Regions from separate parts of the Mus musculus genome. Here region 1 is linked to region 2. A link is a contact called in public HiChIP or PLAC-seq data. All regions are on one chromosome and are shown on one strand. The core of a region is the stretch at or near the end of the contact, and the rest is flanking DNA. Distances in the headings are between cores, read along the strand shown.

The links. HiChIP or PLAC-seq counts read pairs in DNA pulled down with a chosen protein or histone mark.
Region 1: a contact with region 2 is called in an HNF4G HiChIP or PLAC-seq map of pancreatic cancer cells. The contact joins the promoter of Otop3 here to the promoter of Ttyh2 in region 2.

What each region holds. Positions count from the first base shown.
Region 1 is chr11:115,330,875-115,336,575 of GRCm38.p6, reverse strand. Otop3 (otopetrin 3) reads right to left here and starts at 1,845. Exons shown (of 7, transcript NM_001347647.1): 1 at 1,674-1,845. The coding sequence starts at 1,692. Otop2 (otopetrin 2) reads right to left here. Exons shown (of 8, transcript NM_001362400.1): 8 at 4,273-4,761. The coding sequence ends at 4,591. It also overlaps a transcript of Ush1g not described here.
Region 2 is chr11:114,672,850-114,678,581 of GRCm38.p6, reverse strand. It overlaps Ttyh2 (tweety family member 2), which reads right to left and starts at 3,114. Exons shown (of 14, transcript NM_053273.2): 1 at 2,910-3,114. The coding sequence starts at 3,038.

The DNA of each region.
Region 1 (5,701 bases), core at 596-3,095, 660 kb before region 2:
CTGCCCGCTGCTACCAATGATTCTCACCAAGCCTCTTCATATGGCAGCCTTCCCTCTGTCCAAGCAGACTCGTGGCTACTTTGGTGGGCCACCCCTCTGCTGAGTGTGACTGTGCACCATCGTAGGCTGGTCCTCTCAAGATCTGGATGCCTCTGGGCAGAGATGAGATTCTACTCCACTCCACTCTCCAAGTCTAGCACAGCCCTAAAGCCCACCAAAAGCGTACCCTGGACTCTGGCTGTTCCTGGGGGGATTTCAGCACCAGAGCTGCGGACAGATACCCTGCTCATTAACCCGTTCCATCTTTCTGCAGCTGAGGAGGCGTTCCAGATGGTTATCTTTTGCATCCCTCACCCAGGTTGAGCAAGGTAAAGCTCCCAGGACACCTCCCTGCCCCTTTTCTGCCAGCTCTGGTGGCTCCACCTCCTCCTCCTCACATTCTGTCCTTCCTTCCCCACCCCCTACTGATCAAGAGCCCAGATGGCATTTAGCATCTCTGTGATCTTGGCTAAGCTACTTAGTTTTTGTAGTCTGGATCCTTTGTAGTCCTTTCAGTGAAGTGGATGAGCAACTATGGAACACTAATGCCTGGTTCTCTCTGTTTCACCCCCTCACACTCCATCTAGTTCCCATCCCGACATCCCCTCCCCCGACCTCCCCCTTCACCCCAACTCTGTGAATGTTAGACCAGTGCAGTACCGCTGAGCTGTATCTCCAGCCCGACAAGTTATTGAATGAATAAATAAAAGAATGGATACATGATACCTACCCTCAAGAGTTTTGTCAGACTTTAGCGATTTGATGCATGAACATACACGAAGAGCCATGCCCGATAGAAGTGCATGAACCTTCCTATAGATCAAGATCCTAGAGGGACTAAAGGGTTGGAGTTTTCGCTCAGACTGCAGGCCTTGGGAACTGGAAGTGTGGAGACAGTGGAGAACCGAGTTCCAGGTCCTCTCCCTTCAAAGGGCACTCTGGTGGTTTCCCCTGTTCCTTGGTTCAGTGCTCTACCAGCGGTTATCAAGGGGGCCAATGCTAGGTGTTAGGGTGAGCATCAAGGGGTCCAGAAAAAAAGAGCTAGAACGAACGCACTTGGAACCAACTAGAACTCTGCCACCCTTGGCACGCCTCTTGGCACGATGCCAGTTCAAGAGAAGTCCTAGACACCAAACTGGTTTATGGGCTGCGTTCAGAGGCAGCCAACGAAAGGAGATGAGAAAGGAGATGAACCGTCGGGGCCATGGGACCGGTGCTCCGAGGGAGGCTGCAAAGCACTGGCAGGGAAACTTCGGGATTTTGTTCAGAGCAACAGGTTGGGGGAGGCCTAGGCAGCTTGAGTATTCTTTTAGCCAACTATATATCCAGGTTTCTGACTTCGTTCAGGCCTGGGCACCCTCTTTGAGCTGTGAGGACCCTTGAACCCAGGGGTGAGGTAGGGAGAAGGATGTAGGCGCAGAGCCAGAGTTGGGGTGACACAGAGGGAAGAGCTTAGGGTCGTCCCACTCACTCTGCCCTGTCCAATCCTTGGAGCGCCTGACTCATGAACCCCCACTTTGGAGCAGTGAGTGTGAGGATGGGCTTCCAGGAAAGGTTCAGTCAGCTGTCCTCGGGCGCTCGGGGTGGGGGGGGAGGGGGTGGTGGAGATCCCAGCTCAAGCTAAGGAATCCTACCTGAAGTCTGCGAAGCCATGGTCGCGGGCTCCCCACCTCTTGGGTTGCAGCGCGGATCCTCCGTCTTGGTAAGGTCCCAGGTGCCTTGAGACAGATGCCTCGACGCCCTTTCCTCCCTCCGACCCCCCCGCGAGACTGCGCAGTCGCCGCTCGGGCTCCAAGGCCCATCGATTTTTCTGTTGACATTGGGAATCTCATTAATCCCTCGTTAATTACTCCGTGGGGGCTCGGGCACAAGTCGTGAAGCCAATGACGAGGCAGAGAGGCGGGAGGGCGTGGCAGGAGGCGTGGCGGACGCCGGCTGCAGGGTCTGGGTGGGGGCAGCCCCCCAAGTGGAATGGGGTGCCTAGTCGTCAGGTCCGAACAGAGAGCGAGCTGGCTTCAGTCCATACTTGCCTGTGGCGGCTGAGCTGTGAATGGGAACCTCTCTTCTCCGGGTCCAGGTCACATATTTTCTACACCCTGTCTAGCTGATTGAGCACCAAAGCGGCTTCTCAGAATCATCTCCTGGTCTTACATTGAAACTGAAGTTGGAGTGGGAGACACCCAAGGTGGGAGATGGTGTTTAAGGATTTGGGGGGCAGGGGCAGAACGGGAGGAGGTAGTCCTCAGGACCTTCTCTGGTCGTCTGCTTCTTGGCTCCCCTTTTTCTCTCCCTTATATCCCCATCAGTCTTTACAGCCTTAAAGATCATGGACTTCTTGCCGATGTCTCCTGTTCTCACCCCCAAATGTCATCACTCCCACCTGGCTCTCCCTCCCTTCTGGTTCCGTCCAATCTCCCGGGCCTGTGAGATGTGTAAAGGCACCCAACAAGCCTGATGACCTGGGTTCCATCCCTGGGACCCATAAGGTGAAGGGAGAGAATTGATGCTGCAGGTTGTCCTTTGACTTCCACTGATACACTACGCACACGCACGCACCACATTAAAATATAATTTAAAAATTTTAAATAAACAAAACAAGCTTAGCAATGCACCCTAGCAATCCCGGTACTTGGGTGGGGCATGGCCATCTGGAGTTAAAGGTCATCCTTGGCTACACAGGGAGTCAGAAGCCAGCTGCCCTCCATGAGACCCTGTCTCAAAAACAAAAAAACAAAAAACCACCTCGATGTAACACAAAACCAACTCTGACCCCTCTAGCTTTTGGTGTTACTCCCACCTCCCTCCGTCTCAGTACACAGCTGTGGCCGTGCAGAAGTCTTGTGGCTTTGGAGAGCATCCTCTAGGACCCCAAGCTGAGCCCAGGGAGGTAAGGACTCTCCCAGCTCCTGTTAAGCTGGGGGCACCTGCTTATTCCTACAGTATGTTCCTGTGATACTCATGACCCTCACATTCCTGAGAAGGAAAACTGCTGCTTAGGGTTAATGGGGTTAGGCTCAGTCGGGCAGGAGGATTACCTCCTGTGATTCTATAGCACAGGAGGGTAATAATGGCTGGCAACAATCCATTGTGTATTTCTCAATGGCAAGGAGAGGAGACCTTGAATGTTCCCAACACACAAACACCACAGTCTCTGTCTGAGGTGACCAATATGCCAGTACCCAGATCTAAAAATGCCACAATTGCTATGTATCAATCAAACCAAAACAACAACAAAAGCCTCTGCTGCTCATTTAAAAAAAAAAAGTTTGAGGGATTGGGGCGAGCTCAGTCATCCTCCGATTGCCACACAGGTGTGAAGGCCTGCGGCTGCTCTCAGCCCCACGTGGAAAGCTGGGCGCAGCAGCACACTTCTAACACAAGGGCCAGGAGGAGGAACAGGTGGAACCCTGTCTTAAATGATGGGAACTGGAGAGGTGGCTCAGCAGTGAAGAGCACTGGCTGTTCTTCCAGAGGACCCACATGCTGGTTCAGGACTGTTTGTAGCTCTAGTCCCACAGGATCTGATGGCATACATGCAGGCAAATGCAATGCCGGCTCGCGGGTTAAAGCACCCAGGCAGATCTGCAGAACGCCCACAAATGACGAATGTCCCCTGGCTGTGGCCACTCTTGTTAGTCTAGCCTTAGAGGGCAGAGATAGAATCCCCAGAGTTAGTGGGCTACTAAGATTAGCCACGTGAGTGAGCTCTGAGTTTCAAGGAATAATAGGATGCAGCCACATGCTCTCATAGATGTGCTGTCACTCATGCATGCACGTGAACACACACACACACACACACACACACACCCCAAAAGGGGGGAGAACAACATGGAGAGCTCCTGGGGTTGACCTCTGACCTCTACACCCACTACACATATGTGCAAGTGCACAGGCATACACACACAGCTGACGAATTACTGTTGTTGGTAGAAAGGCGTTGGTTCTTTATATCCACAAGCCTCCGTTTCCGTCTTTGTAAAGCATGGGCATCAGATGAACTCAATCCTCCCTAACTTTCCTGCACCATAAGAAAGATGATCACATTCATCTTTTTGGGAGGCACTTGCTGGTCCCTCCCAGTCACCTTGCTATCCACTGTTTAGAAAGCCTGCTGAGGACACTCAGCTCAGCTCACCCACTGAAAAGGTGGATGTCTGAAAACAACCCCGAACAAGCGCAGACCTCCTGCCATCATTCCAGGTGAGGCTGAGACAAGAAGAGGGGACAAAGGGATTGCTTGCAGGTTTATTGGTCTCATCTCCAGAGAGTACACAGGCCATGTGGCTGGAATTAGAGATAGAGTCAGAGATGGTATTTCCTGATCCTGTCTGGTCCTAGGGGATTCTGCAGGGAACAGTTTCCCTGCCTCCGTCTCCCGAGGCTCCAGGGTCATGCAGGAATAAATGGGTATGTCTTGATTTTGACTTTAAAAACTCATCCTGGAAAAATAAACTTTAGTGAAAATTCTAGTCTGGGGCAGGCAGGGAGCTAGTGCCAGCCTGATTCACTTCCAGGTGCTGGAGTTCCTCTGCTCTGTCTCTCTGTGGAGCTTCAGGACAGTACATAGACCTCCAGTAGACTGGAGACAGCGTGCATTCGGTAGAAGATGCCAAAAGGTAGGCAGATGTTGACGATGGCCGCCCAGAGGGAGTAACCGTAAAAGTCCACCTCCACGGTATTGCTGAAGTGCGGGCGAGCGCCAAAGGCAGGCATGATCCACAGCTGTGGGGGGGGGGGGGGAGGCATACATCAGGAGCCTGCTTGTGACTTGTGTGAGCTTGGCTGAGCAGGAAAGAACGGGATCACATCTAGCCTTCTAGTTTGGCAACCACCCGGGACTGAGTGTCACCCAGAGCTGACCTCCAGCATTGTGGAGCAGAGGAAGTGTGTCTAACTAAACTGGCCCATTCCTCGGCAGGGGATCCACCTGAAGTCACTCTTCCCACCCTCTTATCCTGGCCTCCCTGTCCGATGGGAGCTTTAATAGGTGATGTAAGAAATTGATATATATGCTGAAGGAGCTGGGCATATGTGTGCTTCAGTGCTAGTGGTAGACTAGAGCCAGTCAAGCCTAAGGCTGCCCCGCTCCAACCCTCCTCTGGTACTTACTCCCTGTCCCTTCAATGTATAGGAGAAGTCTAAGGCTAGACTCCTGCTTCACCCCTAGATAGGAACTCAGAGCTTATGGGTGTGGGATATGGGACAAAAGGTCAACTGTTCAAGGCTAGCCTCACCCCTATGCCAATTAACTCCATTCTCAGGGGATATGATATCTTCTCTCAAGTCTGTTTCTGTTCTAGAAAATGAGCAACGGGAACGATGCTGCAGAGAGTGATTTGAACTCAGATACTTGGAGAAAGTGGTCTTTTGGAAGACAACCCCCAAGCAAAAGGCTAGGCTGAAGGTGGGGAAGGGGCAGAGGCAGAGCGACCATATACCACCAAGGGCCCCAGACACTATGAAGTTCTGAGCCTTATTGCTTCTACTTTTAAGGTCAGGGGTTGGTGACTGATTTTATTTTTCTTTAAAGTAAAATTGACTGTTGGAAGTCTGCATAGTGGGTGGGGATTTAGCTATGCCTGTGTTAAGGATGTTTCTACATGAGGGATATTCTACTGTAGGATATAGTAAAAAAAAAATGACTGTTTCATATGGAGTCAGA
Region 2 (5,732 bases), core at 1,865-4,364:
TTACCAGGTAGTCAGCTCTTCTAAGCCCTGCTCTGCTTTCTAGGTCCCAAGCACAGAGCTGTCGTTCTTTGTGGGACCTTGAAAGGCACCCTGGTTCCCAGTTGAGCTAAGGTGCCTTTCACAGTCCCACAATTCCTGGAGCCTGACTGCCTATTTACAAGGCTATAGGTACATATCTACACCTGTGCATGTGGCTGTGTGCATACACACACACACACACACACACACACATACACACACACACACACAGGGGAGTACACTCATCCGTGCAAATGTACACATACATACACACATGCATTCACACATATATGCACGCACACACGCACACACACCCTTGTTTTGTTTTTGTTTTTTTGTTTTTCGAGACAGGGTTTCTCTGTGTAGCCCTGGCTATCCTGGAACTCACTCTGTAGACCAGGCTGGCCTCGAACTCAGAAATCCGCCTGCCTCTGCCTCCTAAGTGCTGGGATTAAAGGTGTGCGCCACCACTGCCCGGCACACACAAACACACAAACACACACACACACACACACACACACACACACACACACACGCCTTAAAGTCCACTTTGTTTGTGACTTTCGAATGCATTTTTCAGTTTCCCCCCTGCTCAGGGTCTTCGGCTCTCTTCCTCTCTATTTTACAGGGCCCTGTCCTTAGTTAGACACCCATCATCTCAGGGTCATTTGTCTAATGATGGCATCAATGGGTCCTGTATTGTCCTTACTGTGAATGCTCAGCAGAATAACTCATGGGATGGATACACAGAGATGAGAGAAAAATTTCCATCTGCCTGTGGCCACACACCCATAGGACTGGAACTCAACTCCACCAGTGGAAGGGCAATGCCCCTGCCTCAGACAATCCTCACCTCAGAAACACCTCAGCCACTGCTACCCTTGTTGTATGCCACCCAGGCCCTAGCACAACACTCAGTCCCAAATTAAGTTTGCAGAGGACCAAGACCACTTCCAACAGAAGGCGACCTTGTGAACTAACCAGCTGCTCAGGTGGAAAGAGACCCCTGGTCAGACAACACGGAGACTTAACGAACTAGGAGTAGCTTTAATTAAGTAACACCCAATGCTAGACAGCCATTAAGACCCACCACATTCATCTCCCAGGGCTTTGCTATTACTAGCTGAACTAGGATGGGGGCAGGGGCGGGGCAGGCGCAGTTGTCCTGGGAAAGAACTGGAGCAAAAGGTTTGGGGGTCAGGACCCTGGGAGCAAGGACCATGAGTGGGACTCACCAGCACCACACACCTGCCTATCCCTAGACTGGGGTGGGTGGGGTCAGGCTCAGGCTGTGGGGGTGAGGGAGAGCCCGAGTCAACCCCTTCCAAGCCAGAGGTCCCTTGACCCAGCTGAGGGGCTAGATTTCTTCCAGGAGAGAGGAGAAAATATGGTTGGGACCCAGGGCTCTCTCCACACCCCCAACACAGCTGTTCGGAAACCATATCCGTCCCCTTTTAAGCATTAGCTGAAGGAAGACTCCCTGGTGCTTTGCCAGTAGCCACCAGGCCTCAGGGAACAAGTCTTCCTTCCAGGGCCAGACAAGACTGGGGGGGCGAGGGGGGTCGGGGGTGGGGGGGGGCGGGGGCGGCTGCAGTGCCTAGGGCTGACAGTGCCTCCAGTAGCACAAAGGGGGTCCCATCCTCCCAGAAGAACAGAAACCAACAGCCCAAGCCCGCAAGTAGTAGAGCCATTGAAAGTTATAATTAGACTCTGGGGTACTGGCTCTTCTTGGGCAGAGCACAGCACACGGTTCGGGAGCCCCTGGCCTCAGAACGAGGACAATCTGGGAGGACAAGAAGCCACTCCTGGGCAGTCTAGAGAAGCCCTGCTCAGCCAGATGCCCCACTATGGAGATTAGGACACCGTGCCAACCACTGCAGGTCAAAGTCCAACATGAGCACAGTGCTCTGAACTAATAATGGGCCTCCTCCCAAGTCGCCTCAGCCCCTGAATCTTTGACCCAGCAGAGGGAACTGACTCAGCCGGGCCGCAGAGGCCGCCGTGGGTTTAACCGCGGCTGAGATCTGCTGAGAGACCGTTGCAGGGTCTGGAAAGGAGGTCAGAAGCCTGGACCTGACCTCCAAACCCGCAAGGGAACGTCCCCCTTCATCAGGGACAGTTAAGAAGTATAAAGATAAGGAGGGTAGCTGGCCCGGGAACCAAGACCTCAGAATTTCAGAGCCTAGAAGTTTATAGGGAAGGAACACCAGAACAGACGGGGTAGATGCTGGACGTGGTGCGAGACGGGGTGGATCTGAAGCCACCTTCCATCCTGGACTCCAACAGCTGTGGGGTTTTGGCATCCAAGAGATTAGTCACCCACGCCGCTTCTTTCAGCCCCGCAGCCTTTGTGAAGAAGCCAAGGCAGAGGTATTGGCAGTGGCTGCTACCCTTCAGGCTGGGGCTGGGGCTGGGGAAAGGAGCGCAAAGGACTCCGGAGACTCAAGTCGGTTTCTGCCTAAACTTTTTCTCAGGCCATCAGGGCCGGGAGAGAAATCGTCTGGTGTCGGGAGTCTCAGAAGGGGAACTTTGCAGCACCTCTAAGCACCCACACACCTCGGCCGCCAGTCACGCCGATTCAGATGCCCCACCCCCACTGTAAGTCTTTGGAAGGCTCAGCCCCCGCCACCCGAGCGCAGCCTCCGCGTCCTTCCTCTTCTTCCCCAGTGTTTCCAGCTTTACCAACTCCGAGATTTCCAGCTAGGTCGAGCGTCCCGGCCAAGGAACCCGGGAGAGCTGAGAGGGCCCAAATGGGGACCAAGGGGGTCTGAGAAGCGCGGAGAGCGCGGGATGCCGAGGCAAGAGAGAAAGGAGTGGGACCTGGGCGAGCGCAGGCCGGCTCTGGCTCTCACTCTAAGGGTCCCTCTCCGTGGCTCGGCTCATGGGCTTACCTCCTGGTAAGTTTCGTCGCCGGGGCTGAAGGTGCTGTCTACTCGCTGCAGGCGCAGGCCGAGGTGCGGAACGCTGTGCAGCCACACGACCCACCAGGGCGCGATGTACTCCACTCGCGCCGCCGGCATGGCTTGCACAAGCTGCAGCGGGTCCACTGCCCCTGCCAACGCCGCTACCACCACTACCCGGCTCGGAAGCGACCCGGCCCCGCCTCGCCTAAACCCCGCCCCATATCCAGCCCTAGGCGAGGACACGCCCCACCATGCACGAGGCTCTGCTCAGGTCCCGCCCCCACCTCGGGCCCTGCCCCACCCCTCCTCTTGAGCCAATTCCTGGACACACACACCCACTCCAGAAATTGGGCTCAAAAACATGCCCTGATCCTTGCTATCAACATCAGAATAGTGGCCCAGGTTTGATGGTGCGTGCCTTAGGATGGTAAGGCAGAAGGATCAAGAATTCAAAGGTCTTCCTCAGGTCTGTTATGAGTTGGAGGCCAGCCTGGGCTATGTGAGACCTGATCTTAAAAAAAAGGCAAGATTTTGAAAAAAAGACTAAAGAGCCAGTGGATAATTAGTAATCATTACCTAGGAGGCTGGGCTAGTCCCTAATTCATTCTACTATTACTATTATTATTATTAATTATTCCCCAGACTGGGCCTCACTATGCTTTCTGTCCTGGAACTCATTATGTAGAGCAGCCTGGCCTTGAAGCTGGGAGCACAAGGGTCTTTTTTTTTTTTTTTTTTTTTTTTTTTTTTTTGGTTTTTCGAGACAGGGTTTCTCTGTAGTCCTGGCTGTCCTGGAACTCACTTTGTAGACCAGGCTGGCCTCGAACTCAGAAATCCGCCTGTCTCTGCCTCCCAAGTGCTGGGATTAAAGGCGTGCGCCACCACCGCCCGGCTTGCACAAGGGTCTTAAGCAGGAGGTAGGTGGTGGGCAGGTACCAGTCAACACGTTAGGTGGCAAACTCGAGAGCCAAGTCAGGGCCAGGCTTGGTTGGGCACAGCGCTGGGGAGCCAGCTGGAGGGAGGATGCTTAGTGCTGCAGGCAGAGGAAGGAAAGGAGACCCCAGAGAGGGCAGGGAGAATTTCTAACTAGGTGCTGTGGTGCCCCTAAAACAGGCACTCTTGCTCTATCAAAGAACCTTGCTAGGAGTGCTTCCCTGCTCCCTGGCCGCTAGGACTTCTCACAGTCAGCTCTGTTCTATAGTTGCTAGAGCCTGGCTGCTACATCTGCCCCGGACAGCCGAGGCACCATCAACCCCCTAACCCACCTTGTTCTCACAGATGTCTCGCTAGTCCAGGATTGTCTAGGAATCCTCCCGAGCCTAGGACACCTAGTGATGAGCAAAGTCTCTTTCCAGTTTCCTGTCTTTCCACGTGTTTAGTAGGGAGGGGAGGCTCTAAACCTCGGTGATTATAAACACGTCCAGTGCTTTTGTCCTGAGCTGGCATGAGGGTGGCTAGCTTGGGGGGTGCCTCCACAGGGAACAGTTAGGCTGATGTCTCCAGAGGATTCCATGGTGGGTAGAAATCTTGTGGGGTGAGGGACTAATGGGCAGGGGAGAAAGGGAATCCAGTCAGGAAACCCCAAGATCTGCAGTGCAAGGGCCGGGCTGGGCTGTGGCTGCTTCCCAGTGGCCAGGGTCGGGGAGCGGCTTCTGAGTTGATGGAAATGTTCTGTGGACTTGAAAAGCCCACATCCCTGTACAGCTAAGACTTATAGGCCTACACCCAGTCTTTTCTAGTAAGACAGGTCTTGCTATAGTCCTGATTTCCTGGAACAATGTAGCCCAGGCTGGCCTGAACCTTGTAAGGGAAGTGAGGGCAGTTGAAGCACAGGGCTGACTTAGGTGCCCTCAGCCTTAGGACCTGATGTAGACCCCTGTAGCCAAGCAGAGAAATGTGAAGCAACTTCCCAGAGGCCCCTCTTGAACCTCAGTCACAGGCAAGAGATACAGCCTTAGCCAGAATCCCGAGGGCAGGGAGGTGCTGCCCGGTGTCCCGCACACCTGCCCTCAGTGACCCCAGGATGCCTCTGCTCACTTCCCTGTTAATTTTGAACCTGGTGCAGAGTCAGAGGGAGTAGTAATAAATACATGGCCACCAAGGGAGAGCTCAGTGCCAGGGCATTCCAGATGTGTGCTGACGCAGAGGTGAGGGAAGCCAACCAGGAGTGTACTACTGAAGAGCAGGCTGGGCCCTCAGCCTTGGTGAGCCCATCACCTGAAGGCACAAAGACATTATTCAGTCTCTGGAGCCAGCCTGGACCGCAGAAGCACACCCTAAGTGACTCAGGATTGGCAGGGTAGGAGGCGCTGCATGAAAAAGTGCCTTCAGCAGACCACAAGGCCAGACAAAGTCAGTCTCCTAGGAGCCAGAGGGAGCCTTTGAGAAATGAACTGGGGACAAAAACAAAACACCCAAAGCTGTAAACTGTCTCCCTTGGGAATCCCAGGCAACCACACTCCCATCCCACCCACTCCCCGGGGTAAACAAAACCCATGCCTCCCCAAAAAGCTCACAGCATATGCAAAAACCTCTTCCAGAAAGATCTTTACTTCTGGTTACAACCTGCTTGTTTAAGCATCTAGCTCAGCCTGCTGCAGTACATTTCCTAAAAGCAGAAAGCACTCCCAGTAGCAGTACATTAAATTGGGCACTGCACACCTATGGTCCCAGCACTCAGGAGGTGGGGGCAGGGTGGACTCAAAGTCAGCACCTGGGATGCATGTGCTATCTCAAAACAACCCCCTCCTCAGTTACGGGGTTTACTTACTGCGGTAGAGTGCCACCTGGTGGCAGGCCCAGTGGCTTTGA